Linked DNA regions of Hordeum vulgare: region 2 is linked to region 1. Evidence: chromatin contacts called from public Hi-C data. All regions are on one chromosome and are shown on one strand. Each heading gives the region's core, a stretch centred on a gene start, on an enhancer-like site or on the middle of the called end of the contact. The rest is flanking DNA. Distances are from core to core; before and after follow the strand shown. Region 1 holds the start of LOC123452094 (protein IQ-DOMAIN 5-like). Region 2 holds the start of LOC123452095 (glycosyltransferase BC10-like).

Region 1 (2,700 bases), core at 197-2,696:
TTATTACACCTCTCATCTTGAACATGTTGATGAGGTATGAGTAGTAACTATTATTCCCGAGGACATGGGAAAAGTCTTGTTATAAATAATCATATAAAATTGGTATTTATTCGATGTTTCGATGATATGTATGTTGTTACTTCTCTTAGTGGAGCTCGTGCGGACGTGCGCATGAGGGTTAGTTGAAGTTAGGTGCTTAGCAAGGCGGGTATAAAAGTCGCCATGTAAATTGTGTTTGTTGTGCCGTTATGTGCCGAGCCGAGTTGAGTTGCCAACATACAGGTCATTCGACGGCCGGAGCATTCATTGCCATAACCACAATGTCTTTTGTTCATCTTTGTCTACTTCAGTCCGACATTTGTATCGCCGGTGGCTTCTCGATGTTTGTCGTCGAGGAGGGTTGGTTTGTCCCCGACAACGTGGCCCAAGAACATGCATGCTCGTGCACGAGATCGGCCTCCCCGACATGACAGCGACGGTCAGTAAGAAGACGCTCGCAAGGGCATTCCAGTTGGTCATCAAGCACGCCGCGACACCTTGCGGCGTGGGTTGCTCATCATCCCAACACACGGGGAGGTCGGGTCCCCGTCTGAATGAGCGTTGTTGTGTTGACACCGACATAATAAGTCATGTACCCAACGACGATGGGCGTGGACGACCGCTGATGATCGAATTGTTTGGCGTCGTACAAGTAGGGCGGCTGAAATTGTCTCGCCAAGGCGTGGAGCATGGCCTTCTGTCGCCCCCGTCCAACCATGTCCCGTGTATATGCCCCCCACACGACGCCTGCCTCTTGATCATTTGCATTCGTTTTTAGATGGTGGGCTTGGTGTGTCGCCGAGTTGATCTTGCGAGCGACCATGTTCTCTCGATCCTTCACCTCCGTTGACTCCGACAACTCTTTGTATGGGTCCAGGCGGCGGGAAGGCGGAAAGGCGAGTAAATAATAACATGCGTGCCACAGCCGGAGTATCCAGGAGGTAGAACGCTTCAAATATGCGGGCTTCGCCTTGGTTTTCGATGGGCCGGCGGTGTCGAAGTCCTATGTGGCCGAGGCCCGGACTCGCGCAAAGCACCTCCTAGTTTGCGTTCGATTTACGGGATTTCGGATAGCTAGACGTGTCCACTGACAAATACATAACCGCGTTGGGTGACAAACTGCATCCGGACAAGTTGATGGAGGCGTTTGCAAGCCATTTAAACGTCCGCATTGCCCTTAGTAAAAAAAAGTTGTACACGCTTAGTTTGAGTAAAAAATATTTACTCAACAACTCTCCTCATAGAAATGGGTGGCAAGAGATAAAACTGAGGTGTCAGACTTTTTCGATGTGAGCACTCGACAGATCATTTCTATGTGAGCTCTTGTCATAACTTTTTTTATTTTTATTTTTTTGCTTCGAAGAAACGAAAAGTGCGCAAATAAGAGGGAGAGAAGAAGAAGAGTACACCACCCCGAGGCAGAAAAGAAGAGGGGCTCACGACGCGCGACAGAAGAGGCGAGCGGCGGAGGGGAGGGGAGGGAAGGAATGCTCTCCACTCTCCAGCTTCCTGGTGGTCTCAGGCTATCGTCTTCGGCGCCCAGGTGAGTCCCAGGTTCCCAGCCCATCCCATGTCCAGAATCCCCAGTAGGCATTTCGGCGAGCGCCTCTGGGCTGCGCGTTCATCTCCGGTGCGATTTGGTCCAGTTCGAGACCCCCGAGCGAATGATTGACGGGCCTGCTCTTTGATTCGAGCCCCGCTCTCACCAGATTTTTTGGGGGAATTTCGTAACGTCCGAGCTCTGCGTCCCTCTGCTCGCTCGTCTTGCGGCCTGCGGTTCTGATTTGTGCGCGCGTTCGGTGGCTTGGAACTGCCATTGCGGGTACACGGTGTGTTCTTGTTGAATTTTCTCATGGAATCCGTGTGCCATCCAAGTCGCTGCACTGTCGCAAGATTTATAACGGAGTGCCGTAAAGAGGTTCTGTTGACAATCTCCGCCCCGCTCCCGTTCTTTCCTTCTCAAAGCCGGGTTTCTTTTTGGGGGCTGGCCGTGTCTTCATTCGCTGTAAAGGTTACAGTGAACTTTCAAGGTGCTTGCTGGCTGGGCCTTAACTCTTATCTCGGAGTTCTGCAACTTCTTACATTTTGGGTCGCCTAGCGCCTGCAATGCAGCCCCTGAAATCTTCGTGTTGGAATGTATCCCTCTTGGGAATTACTACTTGTGAGTTTTGCTCAGTTTTTAGCTGCATTCACAGGGTACAAATGCTGCTTACATCTTGCAGGACCATGCCTAAGTTTCTGAAACTCTGTTTCTCTCCCTTTCTGGGTTTGATACTAGTTTGCTGAACTGTTCTTCAATTTTGGCCTAGCGTGCAAAAAATCCTTGCGTGTACTGTATATTAGGTGGTGGAGTAGGATTACCTATCAGCATCTCTGCTAGTTTGCTGCCGTAGTCATGACTGGTATTGTATACTTTTATGGCAAACCATCAGCCAAGGAATGGCAGAATATTTTTGTTGCTTCCAACTGACCTTATCATACAACCTAGGTTCTTTACTGGACAGCCAGTAATCATTGGAAGCAACTTGCATGTGCGAACTCTTATTGTAGGATGCACTGCGCGAGATTCTAGCAATTGTTATGTAGTTTTTCTTGGTTCTATGCTGTGGGTCATCTTTCTTCTTTTACTTAAGTTTCAAGCAGAAGCAGCTTTGCTTATTT
Region 2 (2,700 bases), core at 130-2,629, 130 kb after region 1:
TACTAGCAGAAAAATTGATCGTACCATTGTGATCAATTTTTGACCATGTGCATCCATGCTACTCGTGTTTGATTGTTATCCTCGTAGTAGTAATTTCCCGATCGACTGCTATTTTTTAAATAGTACTTATTCGTTTAAAACAAGTGACTCAATTTTATATTAATTTTAAAATTATTATTTCCTTCCAAAAACAAGTGACTCAACTTTGTAACTCTGTACCAACTTTAAAATTACTACTCCATTTATCCAAAGAAACAAGTGACCCAACTTTGTATTAATTTTAATACAAAGTTGAGTCACTTATTTTGAAATGGGGGGAATAGTAATTTTCCGACTGGCCATTTTAAAAAGATAGATGCAAAATCGATCGTCATACATTCTATGAGTACCTACAAGAAAACAGGTCCGGTGATTGAAGTCGCAACAGCAACAGAGTTTGGGGGCGGGGAAGGAGCGATTCCACCAACGCGACGATCGTCATGGTAGGGGCGATTCTGCCACCCAGGCGACATAGATCGTCGATGGGCGACGATTGGCCTTAGCGACACACGACCAACAAACGAAGGAAGAAGGAAGGAGACAATGACCATTTTAAGCAACTTTTAAACGTAGTTTCCATGCCGCTGCAGCCTCGACTTGACGCTTGGCAACAAGCCAGGTAGTCGATGAGCAAGGCAAAGCTGCAGTTCCGCTCATCTTGCCACCATCATCGTTGCCGCACAATTCGCAACGCCGCTTCCACACTGACGAACACCCGCCACAAAATGAAATTACTAGTAGGAAAAGAAAGAGGAAAACAGCCGGTTGGCTCAAGAACTGACATGTGGGCCCGCGCAACCACCACACCGGCCATCTGGCAAAGACCGACGAGGACGTGTACCGGCCGGCTGGCAAGATCAACCATCACCATCAGCAGCTTGGCACCATATACCCGATAGGCCGATACAAAGAACATGTGGAAGACCCATCTTGTGCGCAAAAAAAGAAAAAAGAAGAGAGGGAAGGGAGAGGCTTCTAGAGGCGCGTCAAGATGATCGCCCCCGGCGGATCCAACCGCCGCGATGTAACAGAAGCAGGTAGGGGTCTGGTGTAGAGTCTAGAGTCGGACAGTGCCGTCCACTAATACCTCAGTTGCCAATGCCAGCCGCGTCACCCCCCCTAACTCAACCAATCCTATTTAACCCGACTGGCGGGCCCGCTCGACAGCGACGCGACACACAACCAGCCCGCGCCGCGCACGCACCTCTCCTCCTCCTCCTCCTCCTCACTCCCCTCCCCCATCTTCCCCACCCCTCCTTCTCGGCCTCACAAACAAAGATCTCCCCAAAAATCTCCCGATCCCTCTCTCGCCCGCCGCCGCTCTCCCCCTCCGCTCCGGGGGGCCGAGCCGGATCCGCCCGCCCGGCGCAGCGCAGCGCAGCGGCCCCGTGCCGCCATTTTCCCTCCCCGGTGTGGCCGCGTGCCTTGTTTTATTGGTTGTTGGGGGGGAGTCGGTCGGTCGGTTGCTCCGTTCCTGGCTGTTCTTGTCTGCCCTGCCCTGCCCTGCCCTGCCCTGCCCACGAGGTGCCGTTCCTGGTCTCCTCTCCTCTCCTCTCTCCCCCACCCCGCGGCGGTTACCGGATCTCGCGGTAAAGCCCCCGCAGCCGAGGGAGGGACGGAGGCGGCCGAGCTCCGGCCGGGATTCGGAGCCCAGTGCTCGCCATTTGGTCTGATTCCGAGGAGAGGGACGCCATGCCCGGCTGCTCCTCGGATTGACCCCTGGCGCCGGCCCGTGCTCGCCGCTCCCCTCCCTGCTTCACTCCCAGCCTCCGGATCGAAAGATCCAATTCGCGGGGCATTCTTCCGTCCTCTTCGCCCAATTCCTCCACAGGACTGTCCCTGTCTGCCAATCGCTCTCAATTCCTCCCTCTTTTAAAACTCTGCTCTTTCTCCCTCTACCCCCCACCAAGATCCAATCCCCACCGCCGCTCGCATTCTGCGGTCGCCGGGGATGACGTCGCCGGTGACCACGCACGCCTCGCCCTTCCTGCTCTCCCTGCTCCTGCTCCTCTCCATCCCGGTAGTCTTCCTCCTCGCGCCGCGCCTGCTCCCGCCGAAGACGCTCCCCGCCATCCCGGACGCCGACGAGTCAGACGACCTTGCCCTCTTCCGCCGCGCCATCCTCTCCTCTTCCTCCGCCAAGCCGGCCACCACCTCCTACTTCTTCCACCGCCGCCCTCGGCCCAAAGTCGCCTTCCTCTTCCTCACCAACTCCGACATCGTCTTCTCACCACTCTGGGAGAAGTACTTCCATGGTCACGGCCAGCTCTTCAACCTGTATGTCCATGCCGATCCCTACTCCGTCCTAGAGCTGCCCCCGACGCCCACCTTCCGCGGCCGCTTCGTCGCAGCCAAGGCCACGCAGCGTGCCTCCCCCACGCTCATCTCTGCCGCCCGCCGCCTCCTCGCCACCGCACTCCTAGACGACCCGTCAAACCAGTTCTTTGCGCTGCTGTCTCAGTCCTGCATCCCGCTGCACCCGTTCCCCACCCTGTACAATGCACTCGTCTCCGACAATGCTGGCCCTCACGGCCACCACCGCAGCTTCATAGAGATAATGGACAACACCTCCATCCTCCATGATAGGTACTATGCCCGCGGTGATGAGGTGATGTTGCCAGAGGTGCCCTATGGCCAGTTTCGTGCTGGATCGCAGTTCTT

The links. A called contact is a pair of places that touch in the nucleus more often than the background predicts.
Region 2: a Hi-C map of leaf shows a contact between it and region 1, with 2.0 times the contacts expected there. The contact joins the promoter of LOC123452095 here to the promoter of LOC123452094 in region 1. A contact is called at or near these places in 2 of 6 Hi-C or Micro-C datasets (leaf and seedling) and 1 of 1 datasets of contacts at active chromatin or transcription factors (embryo).

The regions. Positions count from the first base shown.
Region 1 is chr5H:520,399,109-520,401,808 of MorexV3_pseudomolecules_assembly, forward strand. It overlaps LOC123452094 (protein IQ-DOMAIN 5-like), which reads left to right and starts at 1,447. Exons shown (of 8, transcript XM_045128678.1): 1 at 1,447-1,582.
Region 2 is chr5H:520,527,436-520,530,135 of MorexV3_pseudomolecules_assembly, forward strand. LOC123452095 (glycosyltransferase BC10-like) reads left to right here and starts at 1,380. Exons shown (of 2, transcript XM_045128679.1): 1 at 1,380-2,700. The coding sequence starts at 1,991.